2 separate regions of the Sus scrofa genome follow, and region 2 is linked to region 1. The links are chromatin contacts, called in public HiChIP or PLAC-seq maps. All regions are on one chromosome and are shown on one strand. Each heading gives the region's core, a stretch centred on a gene start, on an enhancer-like site or on the middle of the called end of the contact. The rest is flanking DNA. Distances are from core to core; before and after follow the strand shown. Region 1 overlaps LOC110257299 (a long non-coding RNA gene). Region 2 overlaps DOCK2 (dedicator of cytokinesis protein 2).

Region 1 (5,468 bases), core at 1,534-4,033:
GGTGTCGTGCTTCTGTCTCTCTCTCTTGGCTTGAGAACACTGAGTACGTGGATCCTGACATCGGGGGAAACGTAGCCCTCCTGCTGTCCCACACCGCCTTCCCCAAGCCCCTCTACTCAGGGCTCAGTGGCCACCTGGGCCCAGCGCCAGCTGAGCACAGTGGCGAGGGCATCATTTTAAGGATTGCTGTCATTTTCCCCAGCCTCAGAAACTCTTAGCTAAGCCTCCCACCTCACGTTCCTAAATGTAAATAAACACATGCCCAGCTGGGAAAAGCAAGATCGTACACTGGCTGTGTTTCTGCAGAGCAGTGCTTCTTAACCCACTGTTCAGCTTCCTGCCTGGAGTGGGCAGAGAGGAGAGAAGAGAGAGGACCAGGAGAGTGGGAGGAAAAAGAGAACAAGCAGAAGGCAGGGGAGAACGAGAGAAGGGGGACCGAGGGGGAGGAGAGGCTGAGGGAAGCCCCCACGAGAGCCACTCCCACCTCTTTGATACCCCAGGTAGAGTAATGAGGTTTCCCATTTTGCTGACAAATAAACTGAGGCTGCGGGAAACTCAATGTCAGTACTAGGAGAGGGCAGAATGTCCTCCACAGTTAACAACGGTGCGGCAAGGGCAGGGAGACAGGGAGTTTCTGAGCTCCCTAAACCCCAGGAACTATAAACCACATTCTGCATCATCTCTCTTCCTGCTGGCAGAACAGAACTGGCCTCCGAGTCCAAACCCGCTGTTCTGCTGATCTAGCTTTGTGCGGCAGATGCATTTGGGGCTTCTGCCGTTTCCCTGAGAAACAGTGTATTTCCTGGGGAGTGAATGCCATCATTGACTCTTGTCCTTTTCAGTGTTGGGGTCCACCCCACGAGGAACACCTGGACCCCACTTTGCTCAAGAGGAAAGATCATGCAGTGATGTCATAACCTTAGCGGGAAACAGTCGCCACATAGGATCTAAGCAGGGGCCAAGGGTGTCGATGAAGCATTCTGGAGAAGCCACACGGGTTTTTTTCCCCAGCCTCACCATATAAGGGACAGAGGCGAGCCCAGCCTTTCCGCCTCTGAGCACATGCCTGTGCGTCTCCTGGCACCACTCACAGCACCGGTGATGCTCGAAGCAGCAGCATCAAGATCTTCGCAACATCAGGCCGGCCAAGGGCTCAGAGGCGAATCTGGCTTTCAGCCTTTCTGCCACCATTTGCTAGGGCCCATCTCCTCTGGCTGTGGACCGGGAGGTGGGGAGGGGACAAGGGAGCAAGGTGGCTCTGCCCTCTGCCAGGGTAAGCACACGAAAACTGCACTTAATCCAGGGGCCCAGGAGCTCATTCAGTTTCATTTCTTGAGTTTCAGGTTATCTGAGTGGAAACCCTCCTTAGCTCCTTGCCTTGGGAGTGGAGGGATCTTTCTGAGACAGCACAGCCTTGGCACTGAACTTGGAAAAGTCAGTGGTCAGGACTCTGAACTCAGAATGACCCGACGGGTACCCATGCCAGAACCCACGCAGTAAAACCTTTTCTTTTCTCATAAGCCCTTGCTTAGATTGTGTTTGTCATGTTCTCCTTCCCCCGAAAAGTCAGACGTGGGCGTTTACCTCCTCTGGGTTCAGTGAAGTGTCTTCTGTTTACTGAATGACTGTCTGAATATCTCTTCTTCCTGTGGTTTGGGCTGGGCAGTGCCGTTTTGCGTTGATGGACTGACACCCGCCCACTTGCCCACACTGGGCATCTGTGGCTGACCGAAGCCCTCTAAGCCCTGAGACAGGCACTGGGCCCTGAGGGATGTTGGGCAGGCCCCTCTGATCACCAGATGGTCACAGCAGCCTTCATATGACCTGGGAGGAAAGGGCAGCAGGCAGGGCTGGGCCCCCAGGACAGTGCTTGCAGTCAAAGGCCACCAGCTTTGCTGGGCTTGTCTCTCTCCTCTCTGCCCCTTTCAAGGATGGTAGGCAGCCTCCAGGTGGCTCCCAGGGACCAGGCAGCATCATTTCCACCTGAGAAAGGCAAGGAAACCAGATGCCTGATCTGAGTCTTCCCGAAGACTCCTCTTCCCCATCCCCAAGGAGCCATGGGGGCAACTCTCATGGGTCTGGGGAGGGTCTAGTCCCAGCAGGGCCCGACCTCTCCTGGCACCATGATGTTTCATGGGGAGACCACTCCTCCATCTCTTTGCTCAGTCTGAGCTGATCTGAGCACAAGGAGAGCATCAGGTGAGCAGCAGATCTGACCACCCTTCCTGATGGACCAACCAAGATGGAAGAAAGGGTTGCAGGAGGATGGCGGTGATGAGAACATGCCCTGAACTTCTTCTTTATTCCCTCCCCAAAGGCAGCAGCGCCTGGAGGAAAGTTTGAAAGTGCCCATAACCAGCTGTGGTGCCAGATATTAAAGAGCACAGTTTCCCTTCTCAGTTTTCCCCTCTGCACATAAGCCCGCGCACACGCGCTCACACACACACACACACTCTCCCCTCTCCATCACTCTGTGACCTTGGGCACACTCCTCTGAGGAACCCACACCATTCATCTCGGCCCTGCTTCCCCAAACTTCCCTCTTCCACCGTCCACACAGCACCACGTGGCACCGAGCCCCGCAGGCATCAGCTCTTGACCAGAAACACAGGCCTTTGCCAGGAACAAGGGCAGCCTTGACCCTCAAGACGGCGGAGCTGTTCCCAAGCCCCAGCGCAGACGTGGGAATTTCCCGCAAGGTCAGGACCATGTCTCCTTCTCAGCAACCCCTCGCGGCCCCCAGGAGTGAGAGGGAGGTCTTATGTCCCCGAAGAAAACGGAATTGCCTGTGACTCATACCCAGCCCTGCTGGTTGAGAAACCTACTTCCTGGGGTTGGGGGGAGGGAAGGTGTGTGTGTGTGTGTGTGTGTGTGTGTGTGTGTTCTGGGTGTGTGTGTGTGTGTGTGTGTGTGTGTGTGTGTGTGTGTTCCGCTGTTCGCCTCCTGGTAAAACAGGACAACTTGCCGAGCTTTCTTCGGACCAGACCTTTCAGAAAACCAGCTCCCAAGCCATCGAACCCCCTTGCTAGATGATCCCATGTGGCCCAAAGTCTATTTGGACATTGTTTCAAAGGGCGAGACAGAAATAACTAAAGGAGAACAAAAACTAATTCAGTGACAATGACTTACTGCTCTCACGATAATTAGTTAGAAAGCTGAATGATCTGCTCCTGCACCACGTGGGGATGGGGAGGGTACCCTATAGGCCCCACGTTCAAGAAGGCCCTCAGAGGCTGCCCCTGGGCTCCCAGTTCCATCCTCCTTCTCTAAGCCTTGGGGAGAGCCACGGTGCCTCCTGCAGGCTCTGCCACTTGTTTTGAGTTGTGGCTCTGCCCCCCGGTGGGACGATCCAGGTTGCCATGCTGGATCTTGAAGGAAAGAGAAGTGAAGCGATTTCAGTTTCTGTTTTTTGTTTTTTTTTGGTTTTTTTTTCTTTTGCTGTTGTGGCAAAAGGGAAATATCAACTTGGATATAAACAAAATGGGGAACTGAGACTCATCACATGATTTTTGCCGTTTTCTCACTTTGGTAGCACAGGCGCAAAGAACAAAGGTGCCTTCTAATAGCATCATTTAACTTTTAGGCAGTGACATCACTGTTTGTTTAAAGAAACAGCAAGTAATGTTGAAACCTGTTATCTTACCAACCTATCTTATCTACTCTTTCCCTCCAAACCAATGACATGGTACTTGTGTCTGAAAGTCATGTGAGAAATCGAGGCGGAGTGGTGAAGAGGCTTGTCCAAGGTCATTCACGTAGAGATATGTGTGCTTGAGAAAGGATCCCAAATCTGCTCCGTTGCCAAAGTGTGTTTTCCCGATTCTCGAACTGTCTGGCTCTCCTCTCTGACCATCCTCTATGTCCTCACTCTTCACCCAGGAGCTCTGAGTATTGCAAGGGAACCAGCCCTGGACCAGGAGGTGAGGGCTAGCCTTGGGCTATTTTTAGGCAGGGCTGCTCACTGTCCTTCTGCCTGGATTTGGAGATGGGACCTGGGACCAAGGCGGTCATCAGCTTGTCCAATGCAACGTGCCCGGAGCTCAGGACAAAGGCTGTCTTACATGACACCATCCAGGTGGTTAGAAGCGGGACCAGGTAAATGCGGCACTGAGGGCTCGATACAGAGACACGCCACAAACTCAGCTTGAAACGATGCACAGGCATCGTGTTTATGTATTCAGTCGTGCCTTCACCTACTCAGCAGTTCCTCATGCCTCTCACTCACTTCCGGTGACATTGCGACTCCTTTGGAAGGCTGCAAGACGCTGCATGATCTTGTCCCTAAAAATCTTTCCAACCCCACCTCCTTCCCCCTGCCTCCCTGCTTATGTGACTCCTTCTACACTTTGCTGTTCCTCAAACACACAAAGCTTGTTCACATCAGGACTTCTGCTCCTCTTTCTTACCATTTGGGTTTCACACAAGTGCCACCTTCTTGTAAGGTGACTTGACCGATCCCTCTAAAGTAGCACCCTTGGTGATATCACTTCCGGTTGATTTACTTTATAGTACTTCTCACTCACCGCTCTTGCTTATTTGTTTCTTCCATCTGGCTGTTCCTGAGTTATATCCTTTTATAATAAGCCGATGATCTAGTAGCTAAAATGTTTCTGTGAGCCACTCTAAAATTAACAGAACCCAAGGAGGAGGTGGTTGAAACCTCTGATCCAGAGCCGGCCAGTTAGAAGCACAGATGACAACCTGGACTTGAGACTGGCCTCTGAAGTTGGCGGGTGGGGGTGGGCAGTCTTGTGAGACTGAGCCCTTAACCTAAGAGAGCTGATGCTACCTTCAGAATGTGAGTTTTAGGACACCCTGATGGTGCCCTGAGCATTGCTTGGTGGTGTGGGAAAAATCCCTCCCCCCACCCCCCCAATACACACATGTCAGAATTGAGTCTAGAATCCTTTCAGAAGTGAGTCTAGAATCCTTACCACTCAAGAATTGCTCATCAAAAAGTCACAAAAGGAGAGCACAGTGAGAAGTGAGAAGTAACCCTGGCAAGGTCGACCAGAGTTGGGAAATGCAAGGCTAAGGAATTTAGACCTGAGCCAGAGGACGGTGGGGGGAGGGGGTGCCGTGGAAGCGTTGATGAGCGTTGTGTTTCTGCTCGTCACCCTGCTGCTGCACAGGAAGTGTGTTGGAAAGAGTCCAGGCTGAAGCTTCAAGACCCTGAATCTGATTTTGTAGTCCACGATTTTCTTCTGCTTTTCTTTTCCTTAATGAGCTCCTCCCTCCCCAGTTTCAGAGGAGCCTCCTCTGAAAACACAAGGGGAAGAGTCTGGGGGGAAAAGAATGAGATGCGTTCGCGGGCGTGTTGTGCTTGAGGCATGTGAAGAAACTCTGAGTGGAGATGGTCTGCCAGGAAAGAAGTAGTGTGGTGGTCACAGCACGGGTCCGAGTTCGAATCCGGGCTTCAGGTTGTGTGAACTCAGGGCAAGTTGTTTGGTCTCTCTGTGCTTAGGAGC
Region 2 (5,468 bases), core at 767-3,266, 500 kb after region 1:
GCACTTGCATGGTCTGGAAAAAGTTTCACATCTCAAATCTGTTTAATCAGATGAGGCAGAATGCAAAGACTTGCTCTGCTCATTTTTAGCTGTGTGACTTTTGAGCTTGAATTTAAGAGCCTTAGTCTCATCATCTGGGAAAGGGGAAGAGAAATCCCATTCTTTTTGTTTTTCTTTTTTTTGGCCACGGCATGCAATGGCTTGATGTGGGATCTCAGTTCCCAGACCATGGATTGAACCTGGGCCAAAGCAATGAAAGCACCAAGTCCTAACTGCTAGACCACCAGGGAACCCCCTCTGTCCCATTTCTTATTGAAGGAATGCCTACTATGTGCTGGGTACTTTCCTCAGTGCTTAGAGTGCAGCACAGAATAGGCTAAGATGCCTGTCTTTGTGGAATTGACATTCTAGCAGGGAGAGGACAGTCACTGATCAAAACAAAACCATAACTTGTTATTGTATCCTATGTTAATATGTGATTAGTTCCACCAGGAGGAGAATAAAAAACAAAAAGCAGAGTGAAGGGGGAAGGCAATCAGAAGTGCCAGGGGCAGGGGGTGCCTCTGCACATGGGAGGGTGGAGGAGAAGTTTGAACAAAACTGTGGAAGTGGTGGGGGAGGGAGGAAACAGGTGTCTGGGCGTGGGTGCCAAGGCTGCATGGGGAACTTGAGCCATAGCAAGAAGGCTGGTGAGAGTGAGAGAGGAGTAGGAGATGGGGTCAGGAGATGAGATGCTGCACTGTGGAGGCTGATGGAGATAATGCATGAGATGCCTTCGACAAGTAATAATAACCGGGGGCACTTGCCATGTGACAGGCGTTGTGCCGCCTGCCTGAGGTCCCTCAGCTCATTCAGTCTGCACAAAAACCCGGTGGTTGTACCAGCTTACATTCCCACCAACAGTGCAGGAAGGTTCCCTTTTCTCCACACCCCCTCCAGTATTTGTTATTTGTGGACTTATTGATGGTGGCCATTCTGACTGGTGTGAGGTGGTATCTCATGGTAGTTTTGATTTGCATTTCTCTAATAAGAGGGATGTTGAGCATTGTTTCAAGTGTTTGTTGCCCATCTGTGTATCTTCCTGGGGGAAATGTCTCTTCAGGTTCTTTGCCCATTTTTCAGTTGGGTTGTTGGCTTTTTTTGCTGTTGAGTTGTATAAGTTGTTTGTATATTTTAGAGATTAGGCCCTTGCCAGTGGCCTAATAAAAAAGAACAAAATAATGCCATTTGCAGCAACATGGATGGAACTAGAGACTCTCATCCTGAGTGAAGTAAATCAGAAAGAGAAAGACAAATACCATGTGATATCACTTATATCTGGAATCTAATATATGGCACAAAGGAACCTTCCAAAAAGAATCATGGACATGGAGAACAGACTTGTTGTTGAAAAGGGGGAGGGGGAAGGAGTGGGATGGACTGGGAAATTTGGGTTAACAGATGCAAACTATTGCCTTTGGAATGGATAAGCAATGAGATCCTGCTGTATAGCACTGGGAACTCTGTCTAGTCACTTATGATGGAGGATGATAATGTGAGAAAAAAGAATGTATGCATGTATGTGTAAGTGGTCACCATGCTGTACAGTAGAAAAAAAATATACATAAATAAATGATAAAATAAAAGAAAAAACATACGCAAAGAACTTAAAAAAAAAAAAAAAACCTGGTGAGGGTTTTTCCACATCTGGCTGTTTTACAAATGGGGAACCTGAGCTTGGGGCAGATTACAGAAATTTGTCCACAGTCAGAAATTTTAGTAATGGTAGTGGTAGGATACAAATGCAGACTTCGCAGCCAAGTAGCCTGGCTCCAGAGATGGCGCCTTTAACCCCTGAGCTGACAGCCTCTCATAAGCAAAGGGTGGGGGTGAGTGTGGTGAAGGACTGTGATGGCAGAGCCAGAGCAGCCCCAGGAGAGGGATCACGTGGAGGAGAAGGAGGAAGCAGGTCTGCAAGGAGAGCGGAAGGTGTGATGCAAAAGCAAAGACAGGAAAGCCAAGTAGGAATTAGAAAGCTGGGTACAGCACGCACAGCTGCCTGGGCCAAAGGGCCAAAGGGGACTGACCACACACACAGAGGACATGGGAGCAGCAGACACAAGCAGGGCCCACACAGTGGGCCAGCAACACATCCAGATGAATTCATGGAGCTGTAAAAATTCCCTATAGTGCTATCCTCGAAAAGCACAGACACCTGATAAAGTGTCCCCTCCTCCTAAAAAATAAGGAGCAAGGACTGTTTCCAAGAGCATGAACAAACGGTAAGCCAAATTTTGAGAATCAAGACACTAACATTCTCTCTTCCTGATTTAAATGTGCGTCTTTGAAACAAGAACCCTTTTTGTTTTCTAGGTGAAAACATGGTAACAGCTAACATTTATTTTGCTTATGGAATAAACATCAGACACTACATGGAGACTTTATACATATAATTTCATTTCCTCATCAAAACACTAAAAGCAGGTTTATCCTCACTCATGGATGAGGAAGTTGAGGCTCAGAGAGGCCGGGTGACTCACTAGGCCGGGCGCTCACAGGGCTAGGAGTTTCCAGTGCGAGCGCTGAACACCACCGAGCCAGCTGCCCCGCACAGCATGAACATCGCCCCCTGTACCCCAGTCAACAGCAGCACTAGGATTTGGAAGGAACATGGACAAGCAGGAGCAAATGCTATCACTGAATGGGCTCTGGATTGCCTCTCATTTAGACAGTCCTCCTTACAGAGGCTCTGCAGTCTCGTTTCTATGTGCCTGGACAGCAGGAATGGAGCTCTTCAGTGTCCATCTCGTGGACCAGAGAAGCACAGGCTGCCTTAGACTCCAAGTAACTCCACAGGCTCAGAAATGTGGGGGATCAGCTCACGGGTTGTGTGAGCTTCAGGATAAACGGCACTGCAAGGGGTTTTGTAAAGAAGCTCAGTACTCGGAAGATAATCACTGCAGCTTTCTCGGAAGGCCCCTCACTGTGCTCTATACCTCCCAGGGCCTCAGTCATTCCACAAAAGCCTAGCGGATGTTAGTCATATTTATGACCACCCAGCATCTTTTGGCTACACTTCCCAGAATTTAAGAATCTCCTATATTTTGAAGCCTGCTCCCTAGGCCAAAGCTCAAACCTGCTCTTCCAGCTTCCATTGCAACTATGGCACAGGTACGTGCCCAGAGACCACCACCCATTGAGGCTTTGACTCAGGAGCTAGAGATATAAGAACATAAGAAGAGGGGACAGGAACATCACTTTCTTTTTCTGTGTGGTAGAAATGGATGATACTAAAGATAAGATGCCAATCCTTCTCAACAGCTTCTCTTCCTCTTTTACCTAACTGTTATCTTGCCAATTGACACAGGAAAATCTCTAGTTCTTCTAAATGCTCACGTGCAGTATGTGCAAAGAAAACATGGCAAGGGAAAAGCTAACAGGAGCTAGATCAGCTGCACTTGTGCACATGAGGAAAGAAGACAAAGCTGTAACAGGAAACAGAAACACAATACCAGACTCCATAAGCCCCCAAAGCAATAATTATATTATGATTTCCCACCAGCTGGCCTAGAAATCTCAAAGCATTGAATCTTCTATTATCCATTACCAAGTAAAATGCCCTCCTGGTTTGGGGAAATACCCCCATCGCTTCCCAGTGTCCTCCAGGTTCCACTGAAGAGCAAACCACTGTGAAAGATCCTAAAACGAGCAGGACCTACCTTCCCTATTCATGAGAAAAGATCTAATATTATGTCTGGGTTACCATAGAGAGATCCCTGACCAAGTGCCTTCTCCTAGTTCCCCAAATGCACTTCATCCAACAGACATTTTTTGAGTGTCAATGTTCTACATGCTATGCTGGGGGTACAGCAAAGAATAACAGATCATCTCAATCCTTAAAAAGCCCAAAATCACCACTTAGAGTTCCAATAGCACTGAAATTATACCGAATAATGTGCTAGGAGCTCTGTAAAATGATATGCCTTCAGACAAAAGGAAAAAAACAAATGTATAAATGCTCTTTGTTCCAGTGAAGGAAAGAGGCAAAAACTAAGAGAGGTAAGACAGGAAGGAAGAAGGAAGAGAGGAAGGAAGGGAGGAAGGAAGGAAGGAAGGAGGGGAGGGAGAAAGGGAAGGAGAAAGGAGAAATAAATCAAAATGACAAATTGAGGCATGAGATATGATACATGGAAAAGATACATTCTCCTTGTATATCTGAAGTTATCATTTGGAGATGCAATAAGATATCATTGCCCAATATGGAATTACAATGTTTGAATCCTCAAACCGCTGCAATAATTCAACTCTTAGAAAAACCCACAACTGACTTTCAAATAATTGACAAGTATTGCTTGACCTTGGAAGAATACCCCTAGACTTCAATACACGGTCACTGCAAAACCCACAACTGACTTTCAAATAACTGACAAGTATTGCTTGACCTTGGAAGAATACCCCTAGACTTCAATACACGGCCACTGCCTTGACTATCTGACAAAACAGAGGAGCTGAAATAGATACTTGATTTTTAGAAGAGCCTAAGTGACATGTGCTTTGTGACATGGTTCAAGACACTCATCTCTATTCATCAAGAGAAACATCAAATAATTTTCCTAAAAAGGAGAATCCCGAGTGATTATCCATTTCAGATGCTTCTGGGTATGAAGCATTCTTAACCCATCCATTGTCTTGATCAAAATGATGGTTTACTGAGTTCTACTTCCTCTAGGGAAACCACCTCTCTAACTACACAAGTTTATACCATAAGTTAGCCTGACCTGTGGCTCCAGAGGTGAGCATGTGACCATAAGCATCTAATATGCATATTTATTCCCCTGGTCACACCGTTTAAGACATTAGCACATGACACAAGACAGTTCTTGGCACGAGATTCTGCTGGAACAACAAAGAACCTATAGTTGCTTAAGCTAGTAGAATACGAACCTGAGGTTCCAGTGGTTTCCACACTGGAAAACTTTCCTCAGAAAGCAACCAACAAAAGGAAAGCAGAGCCAAGATCTAGAGAGATAAGAGACTACCTCAATGACACTAAGCATCTGGATCTAGTCGTGCCTAGGGCCAACGACCCTCAGGATTTTTCAATAATGCGAAATAAAGTCCTATTTCTCCCTGAGTCAGCTTGAGTTGAGTGTTTGAGTGTTCTCTGTTTGCATTGATAAGCATCCTGACAATGCATTTCTTGTATGCTCCTTCTTGTTTCTTATCACATGCAACCAACCTGGTCATACGCAAAACCAATTCCCTGCCTAACTTTGCCTTGTAGCCAGGATGAACAGAAATTGTCACTTTGTACGCTGCATTGGAATGCTTCCATCTCTAAAGCCCTTCCCCCTATTTTTTTTTATTAAAGTATATATAGTTGATTTACAATGTTTCTTCAATTTCTGTTGTACAGCCAAGTGACCCCATCATACATAGTTCCCTGTGCTCTACAGCAGGACGCCACTGCCCATCCATTCCAAATGTAA

Evidence for each region. HiChIP or PLAC-seq counts read pairs in DNA pulled down with a chosen protein or histone mark.
Region 2: a contact with region 1 is called in an H3K27ac HiChIP or PLAC-seq map of alveolar macrophages. The contact joins two enhancer-like sites.

Annotation. Positions count from the first base shown.
Region 1 is chr16:53,668,483-53,673,950 of Sscrofa11.1, forward strand. It overlaps LOC110257299 (a long non-coding RNA gene), which reads left to right. Exons shown (of 2, transcript XR_002339731.1): 2 at 1-1,516. It also overlaps a transcript of KCNIP1 not described here. Among named protein-coding and RNA genes, the nearest start is that of LCP2, 26 kb to the right of the region's middle. Within about 2 kb of position 2,784, at least 27 of the 83 cell types and tissues checked have an H3K27ac peak or open chromatin away from gene starts, as enhancers often do. A contact at or near this core is called in alveolar macrophages, where this site is marked.
Region 2 is chr16:54,168,310-54,173,777 of Sscrofa11.1, forward strand. All of the region lies in intron 22 of DOCK2 (dedicator of cytokinesis protein 2), which reads right to left. Among named protein-coding and RNA genes, the nearest start is that of DOCK2, 78 kb to the right of the region's middle. Within about 2 kb of position 2,017, at least 2 of the 83 cell types and tissues checked have an H3K27ac peak or open chromatin away from gene starts, as enhancers often do. A contact at or near this core is called in alveolar macrophages, where this site is marked.